Regions from separate parts of the Mus musculus genome. Here all the other regions are linked to region 1. Evidence: chromatin contacts called from public Hi-C and HiChIP or PLAC-seq data. All regions are on one chromosome and are shown on one strand. The core of a region is the stretch at or near the end of the contact, and the rest is flanking DNA. Distances in the headings are between cores, read along the strand shown.

Region 1 (4,747 bases), core at 1,167-3,666:
TATTTTGAAAAAAAAAATGTACTGCACATATTCTCATAGGTGTACTCTGTGTGTGTGGGTGGGTGGGGGCACAGGTCCCCTCATGCTACTGTGAACATGGAGAGGTGAAAGGACAATTTTGGGGGGTTAGTTATCTCATGCCATTTTGGGATCTGGGATTAAACTCAGACTGTCTTCTGAATTATATGCTGAGCTAGCTCTCTAGTTCCCTTTAGTGGTCCTTACTATGATAAACTTTTAAGTAAGAAAAGATGCCCGCTAAGTAAAAGTCTGAAACTATTTTTATTAACTACTTACGTATAGCTGTTATTGTTGTTAAAATGGCCTCACTCTGTAGTCCACGATGGACAAGAACCTGCTATATAACCCAGGCTGGCCTCCAACTCATAGCAATCTTCCTGCCTCAGCATCCTTAACGCTGAGACTGCAGGCATATGCCAACCATACCCCAGTGAATTTTCAATTTCCCTGAGATGTTTACACTTCTCCTTAGCCCCTCCACCTTTCAGCTTGTTCCTTGCTCCCCAGTTCTTTTCTGCCCCATCCTTCCTTCAAGCCAGCGTAGCATGTGGGAGAGGATCAGCCTGGCCCCTGGGAGCCTCCTGCTCTCGTATCCCACGGAGTTTCCATGTGCCCCGTCTTATGCCTTGACTGATGTCTTGTCCCAGTTTCAATTTCACTCTGACTGCTTCTTTTCCTCTTTGGAGCCAAAAACATCTGTCCGGTCAACGAATATCTCTATACCATTCTTGATGTTCTTTAAGAATGCATATCTCCTTGGCTCCTTGTTTCTAGGTAAATGCTAATTTTTTTGTTGTTTCCTAAAGCCAAAGTAGATCTATGAGCTGGGAGAGGCTGAGTTATGGATGAGTGGATAAACGAATCTATATGTTCTTTATTTTTCTTAGTCATTATTCCTCTTCATCATCTGACTCAGAAGCCCATGGCAAGAGGAGCACAGATCTCAGAAGCCTTCCTAGGTCCAGGCCTGAAGACCCAGGCACAAATGCTAGCACACACTAACTCTCAGTACCGTCCTCAGCTCCATACACACTAACTCATCTGTACACTGATGGTCCTACTAGTACATCCACTCCAGAGATGAAGAAACAGGACCCCAGAGAGGTAAAGCCCTTTGCCGGACATGCACAACTGTGCTGACACCTAGGAGACACTTTGAGGCACTCACCCTGTAACACATAGCTCCTCAGAAGGCAGCCACACTTTACATCTGCTGGCTAAACCTCTTTTTTGTTGTTGTTTTTTGGATTCTACCTCTTGCTCTCCAGATAAACTCTCTCCCTGTACAGCCATGCCCTAGCTTCCTACACTCCACCCAGTTTCTGTCTCCTGAAATCTGACTTCTCCTTTGCATTTTAGAGCCTTCTTGCGGGCAGTTTGGACTCTGGGAATTCCTTGCAAGAAACAAACCACACAGCCAAGAGTGAAGCCGAGAGAATGAATTGAGTCTTACTGGGAATCACCAGGGCAAGTGAGTACACGTATTAAAAAATAATTACTCTGCCACCCCCTCTAAGTCCTTGGCTCTCCTGAGGACGAGTCTGGAACCAAGATCTGGCCTTTGACAAGTGTCTGGGACTCTGTCTGCAAGGTGGGGGCTGGTAGCAGAGACATTCTCTAAGGACCTGTGATCCTCCGCACTACAGAGTCCCTCCTCCCAGACACCCCTCAACTCTGGCTCCCCGCTCCACTGAAGATCCCACAACCCCAACCTCAGCATTGCTGAGGATTCAGGTACATGGGAGTGGGGTGTCGGGAAAAACTTGACCCACCTTTCAATCTTGATGCTCTGTAGTTTATGCCTCGAATTTGACACCCAGAACTAGGGGGTCTGCAGGGTGGGGGGCAGGGTTGAGGGTTATGGATACCACAGGGTATAGGGAAGAGAGGAACCAGCCAGGATACGAAGAGCAGGCAGAACGGTGCGAGTGGTGGTCTGGACTGCTTTGGACCCCCTGCCAATGCCGGGAAGGGCTCGGGTCTGGCGGCGGAGGACAACTTCTGCCAGCAGCCCGCGTCCTGCCCGCCTCTCGCGCGCTGCGGTGCCAGACCCCGCGCAGCCCTCCAGGCGGAGCCGGAGCTCAGGGGCTCTCTTCATCACCCTGATCACCCAGCCAGCGCCCACCCTCTACACCCACCGCCGGCCTGCTCACCTGCGGACCCGAGAGAGCCGCCGGGCCCGGCCCGGGCCTCGCTGGGTCTCTGGAAGAGCTCTTCTCCCGCGCTAGCTGCGCTCATGGATCCGCAGAGCGCGGCCCGGCTGCGGCGCCATCAACTGCTGCGAGGCTGTGGGGTGCGGACTCCAGGGCTCTGGGGGGCTCCGGGGCGCAGAGGTGGGGGGCCTAGGGCAGGCTTCGGGCGTAAACACCCAGCAACGTGACCGGAACTGGCGAACGAGCTGGAGGGGGCGGGGGGTGGGAGAGATAAGGGGGAAGGGAGGGACCTGGGGCGCTCGGGGAGGGGCCGTGGGCGGGGCGGGGGGAGGGGAGGCTGGGGCGGGGGAGGGGAACCCTGGGACCTCGGGGAGCCCCAGGATCCGGGCCTTCGCACCCCGCGAGCAGCAGAATCCTCGGATCCGGCCCTGGCTGGGAGCTGAGGAGGGAGCCCGAGACACCACAGACGACTAGGCGAGCAGGGACGCGGCGACCGATCAGCACCGCGGACAGCGCCCAGGCCCACAGGCCAGGATCCGCTCCGCCTCTCTAAGTGAGGCAGCGCCCGCTGCCTGCTGGGGTACCCACGAGCTGGGGTATTCGAGAGCTGCTGGATAGTCTGAAAATGTGTTCCTGGTAGAGGCAGCAGCAAAGCTGTGCCAGATGTCTCACTAGTTTTGTGACCTTGGGTGAATCACCTCACCTCTTATATGATGGTACCCAGAATCAAGAAAAGATCTTTTATAAATTCCAAAGTCCGTAAAAAGTATAAGGCGCATAAGGCACTATTGGTGTTGAGCCGGGTCTCTTCCTCCTCCTCCTCCTCCTCCTCCTCCTCCTCCTCCTCCTCCTCCTCCTCCTCCTCCTCCTCCTCCTTCTCCTCCTCCTCTTCCTTCTTCTCCTCCTCCTCCTTTTCCTTTCTTCTGTAAACAGATTTCTAGAGTTACTCTGCTCATCTTAGAGTTCTGGCACCATCAGCATCTTTCTCTTCTCTGGAGAGATGGTGGTGTATGGAGTGCACCATTGGGTTGTTGTGAGAATTAAATGAGTTAATACCTGTACAGTGCTCACTATAGTGTGGGGGCTCACTAGACACCTGTACACATGATGGTTGATGACAGGGGTTCAGGAGGCTCGGAGTTCCCAAAGGCAACACATTTCCAATCCTACCTTATCATGCTGAAGGGAGAGGTGGTCTTTAAGGACTCAGACCTAAAGTTTGGTCTGGAATACCTCACTCCATTACAAGCCAAATATTTACTTTCTTGTTGAGCCAAATTTCTACAAGGCCTTAATTTTGCTTTTAAACAAGGCGTTACTATGTGTGTAGCTAGCCGGGCGTGGTGGCGCACGCCTTTAATCCCAGCACTCGGGAGGCAGAGGCAGGCGGATTTCTGAGTTCAAGGCCAGCCTGGTCTACAGAGTGAGTTCCAGGACAGCCAGGGCTATACAGAGAAACCCTGTCTCGAAAAACCAAAAAAAACAAACAAACAAAAAAAAAACTATGTGTGTAGCTCTTGCTGGCCTGGAACTCTATTGCTTCATAGACCAGGCTGGCCTTGAATTCACAGAGATCCTCATGCCTGTTTCCTGAGTTCTGAGTATAAGGGTGTGCATTACCATCTCAAGATTATTTTCTCTTCTTCCTTCCTCTTCCTCTTCTTCTTTTAAATAAGGTGTCACTTAGTCCTAACTGGCCTTGAACTCATTTTGTAGCCTGGGCTGACCTTAAGCTCCAGATCCTCCTGTTTTAGCCTCCTGAGTGCTGGCATTACATGCATACACCACCACACTCAGCTCTCTTGTAAATCTCTTAGGCTTAAGTGGACTTGGGTGTCAATGAATAAAAACTTTAGCTTCTCATGGCAGAATTGAAAGTCTTAGCTGTTTTGACTGGCACTTTGTATTTAATAGGTGCTTGTGTTTTGTTCGAACCTCACATGATCTGTAGTTTGTAGCTCTGCTCTAGGCTGGTTTTCAGCATGCGTAAGTAATTTCTGGTTGGGAAGGCCAGTGGGTCCTGTTCTCAATTCCTTCCTGCCCTTACAGGACAGCATTCCTAAGCTGTGAGGGTCTCCTGTGGGGATACAGATTATGATAAACTAACTAATGCACTCAATTGTATGAGGTATCAGAACTTTAAAAAATGTTTTCCGTCTCCAAAAGACATGGTATGAAAGAATCTGAAACTCTGATATTAGCTATACTACCTCTAGCAGCTGAATAATTCTAGAAAATTCTAGAAAACTCTTAGCTTCTCTGAGCTCCCCCTTCTTCTCTTCCTTTTCCTCCTGTTCTTTTTGCTTGTTCATTTTGTTTTGTTTTTGAGACAGAGTCTGACCCAGAAGCTAAATTGTTCTTGAACTTGTGGTAATCTCGACTCAACTCTGGATTGCTGGAATTATAGGCATAAGCCACTGTACCCCCGAACCCTTAGAATCACACTTCTTCAATAAGCTGGGAAGGACAACATCTATCAACAGGATTCTCAAGCCAGGCGGTGGTGGCGTACACCTTTAATCCCAGCACTTGGGAGCCAGAGGCAGGTGAATTTCTGAGTTCGAGGCCAGCCT
Region 2 (4,747 bases), core at 1,576-4,075, 91 kb before region 1:
GAAGACCAGGAAGTGCTTTTAACTACTGAGCCAAGTCTTCCCAGTTTGTGAATGACTAATTGATTCAAAAAGATCAGATTATTTGCATTTTTCCTGGCAACTAGAAATCCAGGCTGTACAGAACTGCCACTGACCTATGCCTCTAGGCACCAAAGTGATTGTCTCAGGGTTTGTATTCCTGCACAAAACATCATAACCAAGAAGTAAGTTGGGGAGGAAAGGGTTTATTCAGCATGTATATACCTCCATATTGCTGTTCATCGCCAAAGGAAGTCAGGACAGGAACTCACACAGGGCAGGAACTTGGAGGTGGAAGCTGATGCAGAGGTCATGGAGGGGTGATGCTTACTGGATTGAATCCCCTGGCTTGCTAAGCTTGCTTTCTTATAGAACCTACCAGCCCAGGGATGGCATCACCCACAATGGGCCCTCCTTCCTTTGATTGCTAATTGAGAAACTGGATCTTACAGCTGGATCTCCTGGAGGCATTTTCTCAAGGGATGTTTCTCTATGATAACTCCAGCTTGTGTCAAGTTGTCACACAAAACCAGCCAGTATGATGATATTTAAACTTTTGTTGCATGACTCCAAAATTCTATTCATTAAGACATTGAAATGTAGGACTGGTCAGAAATGGTGGTGTTTGTAATCCCAGTTTCTACAGAAGCTGACCTTATCACAAACAAGGTCAGGGCCAGCCTGGGCAACACATTCAGGACCTTGTTTTATAAACCAAACCAAAATAAGCAACACAAAACATGGGACTAACTTAATTCTGCCTGTAAAGGACCTATGTACAGTCATAAGTATTCTTAAAATTTATTAAGTTAAGTTTTATTTTTATTTACCTTGTTTTGTTTGGATTTTTTTGTTTGTTTGGAAACAGGGTCTTTTTACATAGCCCTGGATTTACTGGAACTCACTATCTATGTAAACCTGTAGATCAGGCTGGCTTTGAATTTAGACATCTGCCTGCCTCTGCCTCCTGAATGTTGGGATTTAAAATATGCACTACAATGCTTATCTAAGCTTTATTTTTAAATTATGTGTCTGTGTTTGGATTTATACATGTGAATGCAGGAGTCCACAGAGGCTGGAGTAGGAACTGTCCTCTGGAACTGAAAGACAGGTGTTGTGAGCTCTATGATATGGTTGTTGGGAATCAACTTTGGGTCCTCTGATAGAACAGGTAGTGGTTTTTACCTGCTCTATTGCTAACATCATTTTGTTTTTTATTATATAATACATTATGCATACAGAAAAAATTATGTAACAAAATGCCTATGTAACTACTATCAAAGCTTTAAAAGAATAAAGTATTACAGTTGCAATTATATATATCCCTTTTGTACCTATTCTCAATCCTGTCTTGTTTCTTCTTAGCTACATGCCTCCTGTTTGTTTATATTCCTTTTTTGTTTCTTTGTTTGAGACAGGATCTCATTTTATAACCCTGCCTGTCCTGGAAATTTCTTTGTAGACTAGGTTGGCCTCAGACTCAAAAATCTGCATGCTTCTGACTCCTGAGTGGTAGAATTAAAGGTATGTGCTACCTACCACACCTGGCTATATATGCCTTAAAACAAAATAAAACAAAAACCCAAAGCAAAAAGTAAGTGTGTGTGTAATATTTACAGAAAAACTTAACTTCTAGTTGTTTCTTTCCTTCTACCTGTGAGTCCTGAGATTAGAGATAAGGTGGTCAAGATTGAGGTGATGAGCTTCTTTCACCTGCTGAGCCATCTCTCTTGTCCTGGTTTTTTATATTAAGTGCATATCAGGAAACAGTGTGAGTGATACTTCACCTAGTAGAGAGTGTGTGTGTTTTTTTAATATATTGTATGTAAGTACACTGTAGTTTTCTTCAGACACACCAGAAGAGGGAATCAGGTCTTGTTACGGATGGTTGTGGGCCACCATGTGGTTGTTGGGATTTGAACTCAGCACCTCCAGAAGAGCAGTCGGTGCTCTTTACCACTGAGCCATTGTTCCAGCCTGAGTATTTTAAAGATAGTTCTCAGAAAACAACTGTTACTGTTTTAACATTGCACTGTTTAGAATGCTGGTGTGAATATGGGTAAAGTATTTGCAGATGAGATTGTTTTTGCATGCAGAATTCATCCTTAGATTAATTAAAATGTTTTTCTCTTAGTAATTTTTATGATTTGGATTTAAATATAGAATAATTAAAATTGTTAGCATCAATTTCAGATTATAAATCCCTGAACTTTCTCCTTTCCCCCCCTCATTTCCTGACCTTGAAAACCTGAGTTTATTCATTTACTTAGCTAGAGGTTTCAAGTCAGACTAAGTTTTGCAGGAAATAATAAAAAGAAAATGATGTATTCCTGTGCTACTCTGTGCACCGGTGGGCCACCTGGCTCCAGCAGGGCGTTCTCGTCTCAGCACTCTCTGGCCCAGGGCTCTCAAGATGTCTCTACCTGACTCAGTAATTTCCCTTGGCGGGCCATTGTCATGCCAACCCCATGCAATCATCGCCCACCTTGGGGTTAGATATCACAATACCCAGTAACATGGTAAAATCAAAACTCTTGAAGCTTATAATTAACTAGTCATATATATATATAACAATAAGTTCTCAATTCACAAGATGCCCACCCAATAATTTCAGGGCCAATTGATAATGATACAAGCTGCCCACCTTCATTAGACAATCTACTCCTATTATTTTATCCCAATGTGAAATTATATGTACCTGTGGCTATTTAAAGCCATGCTGAATCTGAATCATCTTGTTTGTTGGCCTCCATCTTGCTTCCTCTTCTCTCTTCCAAGTCCGCCCTCTGTCCCTGCAACTCTTAGCTCCACCTCCCTTTTCCCTGTCCAATCACAGGCCTCCTGCTTCAGTAATATTTAAATTAACTGGACAGGGAAAATCCTGCTACAGCTAAGTTTGTAAATATATTTTTTTTGGCTTTGTATAACTAAAAAGTTTTTAGGGGAAGGATAGATGGCTCAGTGGTTAAGAGCACTGATAGCTCTTCCAGAGGTCCTGAGTTCAACTCCCAGCAACCACATGGCGGCTCACAACCGATGCTCTCTTCTGATCTGTCTGAAGAGAGTAAAAAGTGTACTCATGTACATAAAATAAAATAAATCTAGAAAAAAAAAAAAAAACCCTGAGTTTAAAAAAAAAAAGGGCTGGAGAGATGGCTCAGAGCTTGAGTACTGACTGCTCTTCCAGAGGTCTTGAATTCAATTCCCAGTAACTACATGGTGGCTCACAACCATCTATAATGGGATCCAATGCCCTCTTCTGGTGTGTCTGAAAACAGCTATAGTGTAGTGTATTCACATATAAAATAAATAAATTTTTTAAAAAAGTTTTTAACCTATATTTATATTTGTATGGTCTCCTTTCAGATCAACCTGAACACCATGTGAACAAAGCTCAACTGTTAATCTTAGCAGTAAGGATAAGGAAAGATATCTAGGTTCAGGGTCTACACAGTAAGACCCTGTCTCAATAATAATAATAATAATAATAATAATAATAATAATGGCTTAATGGGTAAGAGCATTGGCTGTTCCTCAGTTGAACTTGGGTTCAATTCCCAGCACCCACATGGCAGTTTATTTTATTTTATTTTTTTTTTTAAAGATTTATTTCTTTCTTTATTTCTTTATTACATGTAAAGCACACTGTAGCTGTCCTCAGACACTCCAGAAGAGGGAGTCAGATCTTGTTACGGATGGTTGTGAGCCACCATGTGGTTGCTGGGATTTGAACTCCTGACCTTCGGAAGAGCAGTCGGGTGCTCTTACCCACTGAGCCATCTCACCAGCCCCACATGGCAGTTTATAATGACAGTTAACTCCTGTTCCAGTGGATCCAACACCCTCACACAGAGACAAGACATGCACGTAGGCAAACTACCAATGTACATAAAATAAAAGTGAATTATAAAAAAAACTAAAAAAAAAGTTTATAACTTGTATTGTTCTCTATAGAAATTAGTTTATGATTCATACCTTTTTTGTATCCAGATTATTGAGGACCACCCCACAGTGCAGTTGAATGATTATTAACAAGACCTAAAACTATATAAATCATGGGGTTCTGTGCAAAATGCCAGATAGTGTTTTATACCCTCAGATTCTAGAAAGACTTTAAGCAGAATTTAAAATTGGTATAATCCTGCTCACTGTGTACCCCTGACTGGCTTGGAACTTGATACAAGACCAGGCTGGCCTTGAATTTGCAGAGATCTGCCTCTGGAGTACTGGGATTGATTAAACATGTGTGCCATCCTGCTTGGTGTAGAGTATAAGAGAAACTCAGATAAACTGCTAGAAATAAATTGCTTTGACAGAATACAGTTCCTACAAACCAGGATTCAGATTTCAGCGTAAAATAAATATAGGGAAAAAGTTTTGTTGTTGTTTTGGTGATTTGTTTTGCTGTGTAGCCCAGTTCAAACTTTGATCTCAGCCTCCAAGAGCTGGGGTGTGTTCTACTGCACCTTCTTAGTGTTATGGGTTTTACTAATTCCTGTAATAAATACAGCTTTGCCTTTTTCTCAAACACAATTCACCTTTATTTAGAAGTATTTATTTGTTTTCTTTGACCGTATGAGAGTTAACATGTCTTTGTCACTTCTCACCTTCTGGAATTTATTAGAGTACAGATAACACTGGTGACTGCCTTTCCCAGCTGTTTGCTATCTTTAGCCTTTATAGTAAGGCTGTATTTCCTAACTACTCAAAATTTGCACTTTATTTTTTC
Region 3 (4,747 bases), core at 982-3,481, 93 kb after region 1:
CTGAGCAGATTGTATTCGTATGTTTAGGGACACACACACACACACACACACACACATAGGCATACCAGTAACAATAATAAGAAGCCATGCATCTGAAGTAGAGCAAAAGGAGAGTGGTCCTTGAGAGGGTTTGGAAGGAGGAAAGGAAAGGGAGAAATGATGTAATTGCATCATTATCATCATCATCATCATCTCTGGTTTTTTTTTTTTTTGAGACAGGGTTTCTCTGTGTAGCCCTGGCTGTCCTAGAACTCACTCTGTAGATCAGGCTGGTCTCAAACTCACAGAGATCCACTTGCTTCTCCCTCCGCAGTGCTGGGATTAAAGGCGTGCGCCACCACTGCCCTGCGTTTTAAATTTTCTTATGAATGAAACCATGAAGGGTGTGCATCTTTTGTACCTAGCCTGATGGTTTTGAACCCAAGCAGTCACACCTATTGGGCTTTTGTTCCTTTGTGTTACTGAGGGACATTTCACTGGGTGGATGTATCAACATTTATTGATTGATACATTTGCCATTTCCAGACTTGACTATTTGGAATAAAATTTGCTTTATGCATTTTCATAGAAGTCTTTGTGAGATTCCTGTCGTGATCTCTGAATCCTCGCCATAGACTTAGGATGGCCTTGTGGCAACCTTCATTCATGGGGATGAAGTGATAGAGGCACAGAATTCGTTTTTAGCCTGAGATATGCAGCTAGTAAAAACTGGAGGCGAGTTTCTAATCCCAATTCAGATATCTCTGTATGTGTGTGTGTGTGTGTGGGGGGGGGTCTGTTGATTCTCAGGCTGTAGTATCGTAATGTTATTTGGGGGCCACAAAATGTAGGGCCAAATGGCTGTTCATCTCAATGGCTGTCTGCCCACAACTGCACCTAGCTAGCTGTATTACCATAGAAGCTGATATTGATACGAATGGTTTTGAATTGCCATGGAAAGGTTATGTGAGATTGCCTTTGAAAAGGACAACACCATAAGGCATTTAAAAGAAATGTGTAACCAAGGTCGTTACAGTAACAGCAAGCAAACAAGCACAAAGTCACATCGGTATAATTCTTCATCTCCCAGACAGTCAAGCCCAGACTGTGACTGGGCATGTGAGATAGTATATAAATAATACATGTCTTAGAATCCACTCCGTTCTTTGTAGAGCCAGGCAGAGAAGGTTTTTGGAGAGTCTGCCGGTTCTTGCTTCGAAGGGTGTTGTTGCTAAGCAATGTTACTAATATTATGGAGAGACAGCTTCCCTGAGACTTGCCTCAGCCGTGGAGACTTCTGTGGTTGCAAAGGGCTTAACAGGTAGCAGCCACTGAGAGTTTTGTGACGATTAAGATGGGGGCCAGGGGACCCTGGGAGGAAAGGTAGCACTGTAGGTTACTTGGCCAAACAAGCTCTTTGTTTCCTGGAATGAGTCCTGGGAAACCTCCATGCTAAAAAAGCACTGTCTAACGTTCCTCAGAGTCTGGGTACTCCAAAGAATTTCATTCAAATGTTCCCAGTGTGGGGAAAAAAATCAGTCACACAGCTTAGCAAAAATCAGGAAATCTGCAAGGGAGGGAGAGAGAGAACATGAATTTTAAGTATTTTGAGAAACTCAAGCAGTATTTTAAGCATTCCTCTCTTCCTTCTAAACACTCTTTTGATCCCCTGAGTAGATATCTGGGAAGTTCTGATTGAAATCACACCTGGAGTGCTTTCCCTAGACTCTGGGCACCCAAGGGATGTGAAGGGCTGGATGCCCAGCTGGAGCAGGCTCCGTGGGTTTCCTCCGTGTGGTTTCCTTCCCTGGGAGTTCGGAAATGCCACACGCTTTCCTAGACCTGTTTCCAAAAATTCGAGCTGGCTTGGGGCGGGGCCTCTGCTTGGTTGGCTGGCTTCCTGCAGGACCGCTGCTTTCGGGGTGTGTGTTTCTGGGAGCATGGGGTTGGGCAGCGGTTCCTATAAGGTTCCTAAGGCTTGTTTAGCGTCTTGCCTGTGGATGGCTTCCTGTAGCTGTCACTGTGGGTATGGGCCCTTTTAGGGGCTGTTGCCAGCCCTGGGAGGAGCTGTTAGCTGTCGAGAGGAGAGTTGGTGTGCTGGCAAAGACTCTTCCTCTCTCTCCTTTCAAAATGGAAACTGCTCTCCCACCTCGAATGACCTTCTCAGTCTTTCCCTCTTCCCACCCTCCGTCTGCCTTCCTGTCTCCCTCACGAGTTTTCTTTTTTCTTGTCTGATAGTGTAACTGTGTTGCTGCCCAGGAGGGGGCGCTGGTATACCTGCCAAGAAAGAAGGCAGTGCGGTTCCTAGGGCACAGGTGTGAGGTGTAAGGTGCCAGAGGGAGGCTGAGGAGTGGTTTCTCCAAGAATGTGTGTACATACATGTCCCTCAAAGTAGAAGGGTGTGGTGGTGATGTACTATGCTGTTTGAGATATTTCTTTTAAAGCTAGAATCTTTTTCCTATCTATCTATCATCTATCTATCTATCTATCTATCTATCTATCTATCTATCTATCTATCTATCTATCATACATGTGTGCTCTACCTATACACGTGATTGCCAGAAGAGGGCATCAGATCCTAGTATAGTTTGTGAGCCACCAATGTGGTTGCTGGGAATTGAACTCATGACCTCGGAAGGAGCATCAGACAAGGCTCTTAAACGCTGAGCCATCTCTCCAGTCCCTGAGGTTTTTTCTTTCTTTCTTTCTTTCTTTCTTTCTTTCTTTCTTTCTTTCTTTCTTTCTTTCTTTCTTTCTTTCTTTCTTTCTTTCTTTCTTTCTTTCTTTCTTTCTTCTTCTTCTTCTTCTTCTTCTTCTTCTTCTTCTTTTTTTAAACTGCTGCTTTTCCTTAAAGGGTTGATGATGCAGAGGTTAGCTGGAGACTCTATTCCTGCAGAAAGGGAGGAGCACTGCATCTGGCTGTACCCTGGCTTCAAAAGCTCCAGGTGCCCGAATCTTTCTTATTTGCTTTGTTTCAGAGCAGTGCCAGCCTAAGGTGGGAGTTGTCAGCTGGGGACTGTCTCTGAGACCAGGCGTGCTGACTACCTTCTGGCCTTCATGTGAATGCGTTTCTGCAGCCAGTTTACAGACTCAGAAAGCCCTTTTCTTTAGGAGTAGGCATGCGTGTCTGTGTGTCCGGCCCTGAGCGTGACGGTGCAGCTGTCTGTCCTCTGTTCATGATTAACTTGCTTGCATTCCTCCTCCTAGGCTCCACCAGTCTTTGAGTTTCCCCTACACGGGGGTGGGGTGTGGGGGTGGGGATATGGGGGGGGGGCGGCTGCCTGGCACTTTGTTTTTGAGGACTGTGGGCTTTAAGGATGGTAAATGAGGATACTGCTGGGGTAAGGTATGGGATGGGACCCAGAAAGAGATCCCCTCTGTGACCACCCCTGTCTTCCGTATCTTTAGTCCCTATGGCCTTGACCATGTCTCGGTCTACTAAAAAGTGACCTGAGAATATTTTCCAGTCACTCATGTGAAAAATGTCCCCTTTCCACTTCTCTTTCAAACTGTGATTTTTGGTTTTTTCAAAGACCATGCCTTGGTTTGGTGCAAATGCCTGACTGAAACTTCCAAGTCACCTGTTTTTCTGAATGAGTGAGATCAGTATGGAGGTCGGTCTAATGAGCGTGCTTGTTTTCACTACACTGATACCAATGTTTCAATGTCGGTAAAAACGCAAGCTGATGCAAGGACCACAAATGTAGAAGTAAATAATTGACAGTTCGACCTTAAGACTAAAGGTTGAGAAGGTGGCACAGGCTGGCCAATGCTGGGACGCAACTGTCTGGGCCACACTTTATGTGTTTGTTGGACATGGGCTTATTTGCAATGAGGTGTGTGTTAGCTCTTTGCAGTTAGAAATGACCTGGTTGGATAACGATAGACTGAGGATAGCCTTCCTTGTCTGTCCTCAGTTGTCTCTTGCAAGACTGGATTCATCTTGTTTAATAGATGTTGGTAGAGCACCAAGCCTAGAAGAGACGGGTGTGAGGAACTTGACATTGATTTCCTTGCCCCTTTGTGTTTCCTGGGTTGGGTACATGGCTGCGGGCTATGGGTGACGCCAGGCAGAATCGAGTTGGTGACAGGCTTGGTGACGGTGGAAAGAAACAGGGCTCACGTTCTGGTGTTTGGAGAAAGTTGCTGATGTTTTGGAGAAACTTGGTGTTTTTTTTTTTTTTTTTTTTTTTGCCACCTTGGGACTTTGGGGGAGCTGAGAGAGCCTAGAATCCCAAAACAAGAATGTATAATGGTGGAGAGATTTTGCACCTTCTTCTAATGCCTCTGTACCTGCTGTGCACTTGACCTGAACTAACTCCTGGGCAGTGGGGGATGGGTGGGAGCTGTTTACACTGCTCACCAGCTGCAGGCAGACTTTCCATTCAGATTTTACCTTTCCCTGTTCGTGAATAAAATATACCCCATGCTGGGCCACCCTCCCTGCCCCCTGTAGCTGAAGCTGTCCATCAATTATCCTGGAGGTGCTAAGTGCTCCCAGGGGCTCCAGAGGCCCTGCACCCTGGGCCAAAGCTATTTTTGTTTCCCCATTTGAGAACACTCACTTCCCATTCTTTCCCCCAGGCAGATTCTGAAGTCACCCCTGATGAAATCCTCGCAGCTGCCTAGCTGCCTAACCCATGGGTGGGGCTTTGGGGGGTGGGTCACTCCTGTCCGGTTATAAATAGAAGTCCATGGCTGTATCTGTGATCCCCCACCACTCAGGAGGCTCACCAGGGCCCAAGGCCATTGCTAATGGATGCTTCAT

Evidence for each region. A called contact is a pair of places that touch in the nucleus more often than the background predicts. HiChIP or PLAC-seq counts read pairs in DNA pulled down with a chosen protein or histone mark.
Region 2: an H3K4me3 HiChIP or PLAC-seq map of embryonic stem cells shows a contact between it and region 1, with 17 read pairs. The contact joins the enhancer-like site here to the promoter of Ccdc92b in region 1. A contact is called at or near these places in 2 of 115 datasets of contacts at active chromatin or transcription factors (both in embryonic stem cells) and 2 of 9 other capture datasets (adipose tissue and pancreatic islet).
Region 3: a Hi-C map of cortical neurons shows a contact between it and region 1, with 2.9 times the contacts expected there. The contact joins the enhancer-like site here to the promoter of Ccdc92b in region 1. A contact is called at or near these places in 3 of 484 Hi-C or Micro-C datasets (the G1E-ER4 cell line, cortical neurons and embryonic stem cells), 3 of 115 datasets of contacts at active chromatin or transcription factors (all in embryonic stem cells) and 3 of 9 other capture datasets (adipose tissue, liver and pancreatic islet).

What each region holds. Positions count from the first base shown.
Region 1 is chr11:74,617,274-74,622,020 of GRCm38.p6, reverse strand. It overlaps Ccdc92b (coiled-coil domain containing 92B), which reads right to left and starts at 2,416. Exons shown (of 4, transcript NM_001013784.1): 1 at 2,175-2,416. The coding sequence starts at 2,259. It overlaps Gm50590 (a long non-coding RNA gene), which reads left to right and starts at 1,162. Exons shown (of 3, transcript XR_001780261.2): 1 at 1,162-1,492; 2 at 1,613-1,755; 3 at 4,508-4,747.
Region 2 is chr11:74,708,934-74,713,680 of GRCm38.p6, reverse strand. The region is part of intron 1 of Pafah1b1 (platelet-activating factor acetylhydrolase, isoform 1b, subunit 1); the gene reads left to right. Among named protein-coding and RNA genes, the nearest start is that of Pafah1b1, 13 kb to the left of the region's middle. Within about 2 kb of position 2,825, at least 4 of the 459 cell types and tissues checked have an H3K27ac peak or open chromatin away from gene starts, as enhancers often do. A contact at or near this core is called in embryonic stem cells, where this site is marked.
Region 3 is chr11:74,524,180-74,528,926 of GRCm38.p6, reverse strand. All of the region lies in intron 2 of Rap1gap2 (RAP1 GTPase activating protein 2), which reads left to right. Among named protein-coding and RNA genes, the nearest start is that of Rap1gap2, 64 kb to the left of the region's middle. Within about 2 kb of position 2,231, at least 36 of the 459 cell types and tissues checked have an H3K27ac peak or open chromatin away from gene starts, as enhancers often do. A contact at or near this core is called in the G1E-ER4 cell line and cortical neurons, where this site is marked.